Regions from separate parts of the Zea mays genome. Here region 2 is linked to region 1. Evidence: chromatin contacts called from public Hi-C data. All regions are on one chromosome and are shown on one strand. The core of a region is the stretch at or near the end of the contact, and the rest is flanking DNA. Distances in the headings are between cores, read along the strand shown. Region 1 holds the start of LOC541954 (enhancer of zeste 1). Region 2 has its middle 78 kb from the start of TRNAK-CUU.

The links. Hi-C and Micro-C count contacts between places; a contact is called where the count stands out from the background.
Region 2: a Hi-C map of leaf shows a contact between it and region 1, with 5 times the contacts expected there. The contact joins the enhancer-like site here to the promoter of LOC541954 in region 1. A contact is called at or near these places in 2 of 25 Hi-C or Micro-C datasets (both in leaf).

The regions. Positions count from the first base shown.
Region 1 is chr6:89,027,377-89,030,887 of Zm-B73-REFERENCE-NAM-5.0, forward strand. It overlaps LOC541954 (enhancer of zeste 1), which reads right to left and starts at 1,864. Exons shown (of 16, transcript NM_001111608.2): 1 at 1,725-1,864; 2 at 310-426; 3 at 1-220. The coding sequence starts at 1,817.
Region 2 is chr6:89,311,507-89,315,017 of Zm-B73-REFERENCE-NAM-5.0, forward strand. No RefSeq gene overlaps it. Among protein-coding and RNA genes, the nearest start is that of TRNAK-CUU, 78 kb to the right of the region's middle. Within about 2 kb of position 1,610, at least 16 of the 20 cell types and tissues checked have an H3K27ac peak or open chromatin away from gene starts, as enhancers often do. A contact at or near this core is called in leaf, where this site is marked.

The DNA of each region.
Region 1 (3,511 bases), core at 614-3,113:
ATGAAGAGAAAGGACTTTCGTCTTGAAAAGTACCACCATCTTTGTCAACCGGAATAATATCAAGACTATGCAGGGTGCATAGCGCATCATCTTGCCTTTTTGTGAGCAAATTTGATGCTGAATCAGTACCCTTTGATGTACTAATTTGCCTATTTTTTGATAAATTGTAAGTCCTCTGTGTATAGCTGCTGATATTAGTCTTGTTCTCCCCTATCCTATTCTGACAAGGGATTAAAAGAAGAAAATTAGCAACACAAATATGGGGTACATATATTTTGAATAAGAACAAAATATGTAACTTCAAGGCACCTTAATGTAAGTCAAACGATCTGCGGTAATCCTCTTTTTTAACGAGTCAATAACAGATAAAACATAGAGGGAGGCAGCATTTTCTTCTCCAGCTCGCACAGCCGAATTACTGGTGACCTAAGAAAAGCATACGCAGTAAATTTATCACAGCAGGCATAGTACAAATCCACATGCCAGCTGATATGATTGAATGGCAAACAGCTCTGGGTCAAAATCAATATCACTATCAGAACCCAACGATTGGTTCTCTGTGTGCACACTGCACAGCTCCAATATTATTAATAAAAATAGCTCACAAGAGAAAAATGGATACTCAATTCTAACGTTATTCTTGACTGTTTTGCATGCAAGACGCAGATAAGGCTAGGAAAAAAACAAATGGACTGCATAAAAACAAACATTTTAAGGGAACACATACACATGAAATCCCTGAGTTATATATCATATTGATTTGATTCATTCAACAGATGAGCAAAACTTAGGCAATGGCATTTAAAATATACTACTCCTTGAGTCCAAGAATGTTTCGATTCAAGATCAAAGGTTTACATATAACAGTTAAACATGACTAACTTCATTCTTGTATAATGCCAGCGGTTATCCACATTCACATCATCTTACATGAGCACACTGTTTACATGAAATCATATGCAAAAAAAAAATACTTACTTAGTTCTGCATTCTGATATGAGTAAGATATTACAGTAGAGAAAATAACGTTTAAGAACATGAAAACAATTCCTTTTACAGTGTTCCTTATTGTGCTGGTTAAGTATCTCCGCACGGTATACAATGGTTGCACCCCTAGAAATCCCTTCCACGGGAAAATGGAATAAGTCCATAAAATATAGTCCAGCTCTTCGGAGTTCAAAAGCAAATCAATCCGAAGCAGGGATGTAGCCTGTGAAGCTACATTCCCTGAATTCAATATAGAAGTCACTGGAAAAGATGATACAATACAACCTCACAGAAAAGATTCGGAGTCCAGCTCCAGGCTGAAAGTACAGTAGTTATTCCGATTCCATCAACTTTTTTATGGAATGCAGTCTACTGTTGACCAGTCCACTGTCCCGTCTCTGAAAACAACCAGAAACGAAACCAGGTCGCCCCCTGGAAAAAAAACACCGCGGCAACCCCACCTACCGCCGCCACAAAAACAGACACCTCAGTAAAGGAGCGCGCACGCGCAGCAGCACAAACAAAGCAGCTAGCCAAAGCTCCGCATCGAAATCCGGCGCCTGCAACTCGACACCCCCACAGACGCCACCAGATCTCTGCTCAAATTACTCCGAACCGACCGATCGCCGCCACATCGACCACCAAATCCGATCGACATTGCCCCCTCGACCTAAGACAAGAACCACACGCCGACCGCGCACGCGGAACCTCAGCACCGCGGGAGGGGAGAGGCGAACCTGGGCGGCGCTGCTAGATGGGCGAGACCGGCCCGCGGAAGCCGAGGCAGATGCGGACGACGCCACTACCGCCGCGGCAGCCTCTGCTTCCATCACCCGTGGAAACCCTAGCCCCGCGCGCTCTCCCGCCCTCACACGCGAAGTCGCTTGGAAAAAAATGAACGAGGATTTGGTGGGGGAGGGAGGGGTGGGGGGAGAAGAGGGGGAGGGAGAGAGGTGAAGCGGGGCTGCGGAGGAGGGTGAGAGAGGCGTTTTTGTTTTGAAATGAGCGGCTCGTGACCTTGTGGCCTGTGGGAGTGTGGGGTGAGGCTGGCAGCGGGCTGGCTGCCTACCGGTTACCTGTGGTCATCTCGTGGCGCCAGCAGCCGTGGTGAGGGGTCACACTAGACTTTGGCTTATCTATGGTCACTGATCTGTTGGACCGCCATAGAGTGGGACCGGATGTCAGTGGGTTCAAGTAGGTTCTTCGTGGGAACGTGGTGTTAAAAGGGAACGCGCGTGGCGTGGCTGCGTCAGATAACAAACGGTGCGCCGCGGCGGGTTATCGGTACGTGTGAGCGTTATTATGGTTTTTATTTATGGTAGGAAAAACCAGTGTGCTCGTCTTTTCTGTTCCCAAATAGTTACCGTATGGCCTATGTTGCTTGTTCCTCCGTCAGCATAAAATATCGAATACAAGGAAATTTTATTATAACCTCGAGATAAAACAATCCCGGTCTCTGTGCATTTGTCCTTGAAGCTGTCAAACGATAATCCGAGAGCATTTTCAAAAAAAAACGTAGCATAACATAACATGGTCCTTGTTTGTTTTGGCTTCTGGTTGAATTCTAGTCGTCTTTTCTCAGTCCGTTTATGTGAGAATCATTTTTATGTGTGAAAATCGCTTGATTCAACGCGTAAATGTAGAATTTATCGAGTCGTTGCGACGCAAGGAATCTATGGCTTCTTAAACCCTAAATTGTGCATGCCCCTTTATCTTGCTCTGCATAGAAGCCTCGTGATATCTAGATTCTCGTGACAGCTATATTATCCAAGAATTCATATTCTCAGAAAAGTTCTTCCAAAAAAGTTGTCTCAAACAGGCCCATAATTCCTTAAAGCGGTCCCATCAAAAGTCAAAACCAAGCCATCTATGATCATAGATGTCTATCCAGTTAATAAACCATCAACCACGGCATGTTGAAGCGCATTAGCACTCAGCTATAGTTTTACAGTTCTAACAAAACAATATGTAAACAAGGATCAACTAGAACAATTTAGTTTGGTATTAACAAAAATTCAGATTCAAAACTTTAAATGACATACACTATGTCAATTAAAATTAAATATCGTCGTGTTTGTATATTTAGTTGACTATGCATTCGAGACCTCGACACAATGCAATACAATTGTTATGTTTATTATCAAGTTTTAGCCCCCTTTGGGCACAGAAAAAATAAAGGAAGAATGTAGGATCAAGATTCCTATGCATTGAGTCAACCGTAGCACCCTTTGTTTCACATGGATTGCATGTAAGAAAATGTAGACAGCTTTTCTCGCTTGATCTCATGGGGAAAACCATAGGAATAAAACATTCACCAAACCCTTATGTTTTAGTTTTGTATGTTTCTCCCGTAGATTATCTAAACATCTATTTCTACGTTTTGTATATTCGTGTATTTTAAAATCTTGCATTACGAAGGGGCCTAAATGTGCATTATATGTAATGGCATACCGGATGATGTAAACTGAGAAGAAACGTTTATTATTATTGTGCTATATATATATATATATATATATATATATAT
Region 2 (3,511 bases), core at 360-2,859, 280 kb after region 1:
CAATTCAAGGCACAGTCCATTGTCCAAGTTGTGGGTTGGTGTAGCTTGGAGTTCTAGGTGGAAGTTTAACTTAACAGTCTCTGCTGAAACACTAGTATATTAAACAGTAGTGAACAGTGGCGAAAACTGCAGATGGGCCTTTGAGATCTGGTGGGGGATTGTTAGGATTTATGGGCTAGGCCCAATTGAGAAATTCAAATAAATCCCAGGAAAATCTCAAAAGCCCATATAAGTGTATGACTAGAAAATGGTGGAACCAATAGCACCATATTGCTAGTTCTAGTGGAGTAGAGCTAGTTTAAATATGGAAGCCACACTCACTCACCAAATCATGGATGAGAGGAGAGAGTGTGGAGAGCCACACGCGCGCGCTCGCTCGCCGGGCAGGGCCGGGCCGGCACGGGGCGGGGCGAAGGGCGCGGGCGCACGACGTACGTGTGAATGGTCTGCCGAAATCCGGTCCCTCGCCTTGTGGGGGCGCGGCTCCCTTTTGCCGGTTTAATCTTTTGGTTGCTTGGCTGTTAAGAACAGAATCCTAACCGATCGTTATAAAATCTAAACTGAACGCGAGATTTTCGTGGGCGGATAAGATCGAAGATAGCTATCTGGTCGTGGACTCGACCCTATAAAAGGCGCCTGGCAGCCAACATCCAAATCATCCCAGTTTTCGCTTTCGCCTCTCTTCACAGCTGAGCCGCCTTCAGTTCTCTTCATCCCGACCGCAGACGTGCATCTGCGATCAGGAGAGCAGGTCTCCGGAACCCTTCGTCTTCTAGATCCTGCACTGGGAGAGGGCGAATAAGGTTTTTGGGAAGCGTCCCCACGCGACTGCTCGTGATCTTCTGACCTCGTCGACCCTACTGATTTCGCTGTTTCGACGTCGTCGATCCTGCTGATCCCGACGCGCGCCATCTATCAGTATGTCTAATCAGTACGCATCATCTGATTTGACTTTTTATTTTAGTTCTTCTGATTTTTGTCATAATTTATATTCGGAATTTAATCTGAAAATTATCTAATTATTTTAACAGTTTTTTAAAGTACAGTGGCATACTGGCATCAACATTCCGCCGTGATGCTCACCGAACCATTCCATTGAACGCTACCGCAACAGATCGGCTGGAACACCGTCGTGCCATCAGTGAACGCTGCCATGGGCCATCTTCACGTCGTCTGACCAAACCGTCGTCGCTCCGCGCCAAACAACATGAGCATCATGTAATATAAGTGCAATTGATGCTTGTCGTAGTCTCGAGTTAAGCGCTACCGTGCTAGGAACCCCAATCCCACCACGCCGGAGCTTAGTTCTTTGTCGCCACCGTGGCCAGAGGCGGTGTAGCTCGTTACTGCCCAAGTAACCAGGGGGAAATAGTGGACTAGGGTCGAGTCTTGCACAGGAGTACTTGTCGTCGCTGGGGAGGGTCGCTGATGGTGAGTCGAGTGCGCATAGGCATAGCCAGGTGTTCGACCGGACCTCACTAGGGTTGAGTCGTGGCTGAGAAAATGAGAAAGAACAAAATCATAGGGTCCCCGGTGTAACTGTCAGAGAGACATAGAAATAGGACTTCGGACTTTTAATGGATTAGTTAGTTCAGTGAGATCCTGGATGGTAAAGGCTCAGCACGGGTGCGGGCTGCCGGTACAGACAGTTTCCTGTGGATCGTGGGCCGAACCTATAGCTTTCGGCCCAATGCTATTCACAGTTTCTCTTTTTCTTTGCACTAGCAGATTGTAAAATCCACCACAAATCATAGAAAATTGTAAAACTAATTTTATAGAGTCCAAACAATTGTGTAGTTTCTTTTAGAATCAATTTTAGGATTGTTGAAGAAAAAAGTATATTTTAGGTAATTTAAAAGTACCTTTAGAAGTCTTAAATGAATTTTAGAAATAAAATCAGGGCACAAAAAATTATGAAAATTTGTGGAAAACTATTCACAACTATATTATATCTTGGTAAAAATTTGAGCCTGTTTGGATGTGATTTGCACAGAAAACACTGAAATAGCCAAAAAGAGAAATATAAAACCTATAAACTAGTATGAGAAGTATGTTTAAGAAAATTTAGACCCCATAACTTGACGTATGGCCAACTTAGTGAACTTTAGTATGCTTAGTTCTATGGTTTGTCCAAGTAAGTTCAAATTAGCCACTTTTAGCAAGTGTTTGGGTATGTAGAAGTATGTGTAAACTTGTCATGTGCTTATTTAAGAGTGTTTATGTTTCTCCACCTCTCCTTTATGAGAGTTTGCATTTCATGTCATTACATAAGCATTCATGTACTTATAATTGACTTGTAGAACACCTAGAAGAAGAAGTGGAAGTGGAAGAGGAAGAGGAACCAGCTCCTTAATCAGAAGCTTCTCCATCTGAAGTTCCTCCTTAGTGTCCCCCTGAAGGTGCTCCAGTGGGTTTTGCTGCTAACTACAATATTTTAGTAGAAGAGCCTGACTCTCCTTCTCATCAAGGCAAGCCCTGGTGCATTTAATAAATTCCTTGTGCTTTCAAAACTTTTACAACTTATATGATGCATTAGGTGATAGGAGTTGAATGATTAAACCTTTGCTGCATGACTTTTCCTTGGAATATTTATTATCATCCTTGATGTTGGAACTTCCTCTCAGAAGCAAAGAAGCCAACAAGAGTGAACAGTGGTGACAACAGGGTTACGTGCTCGGGGGCAATAGCTCTGTTAATCTAGCCCCTCACGGGCACTGTGCGGGGGTATTTATAGGTATCTGAGTGCCCAGCGCCTTGTGTTAAGGACGCATGTGCCCTCAGACACCTAGTTTATCCCCAGAATATTCCCATAAAGCAGGGTTACAAGCTGTAATTACAAGAATGCCTTTACAAACTAGGCCCGTAACGCAAAGGCGGCCACGCGGGGCCCGTTACAATGGGCCAGATCGCACGTGGGCCTCAGAGCAGGACGAGGCCGCGCTGCGGGGAGACGTCACCGCAGGCCTTTGTCTGGTGCTGAATGAAGCGAAGGGTGTCCCTGCCCGTTTTGTCTCTGTCAGACCAGCGACTGCAGCGAAAGGCGACGAGCGAAGGGTGACGTCTTTGCCTTCGCCCCAACATTTGCCCTCCGAGGGACCAGTTCGACAAAGTCACCTGGTGCCGAAGACGTCGCTAGATGGCGGAGACGCTGCCCTCGCTCGAAGTGGTTCCGCGGGGGTTTTCGATGTGACCGTTGATGGACGGCGTACTGTTGGATTGCGGGTTTCCCGAAGCGCCGCGCCCTGTCGGATTGCGGGTTTCCCGAAGAGCCGCGCCCTACCTATAAAAGGGGGCGGGGGTCGGTGCTTTTTGAACTTTGCCTTCCGCGCTCCGCGAAAACCCTAGCCGCCCGCCGTCTTGCTGCTCGTCTGCCCGCCGTGCTCTTGATCGCCGGAGATCTGGCTCGAGTGAAGCAGACCGCCCGCCGCCGCCGACGGTACGTAGCAATGCCGTCCTCTTCTTCTTCCGCCGACACCACGCCGCCGGCGGCCGCCTCGTCTGAGGAGACGTT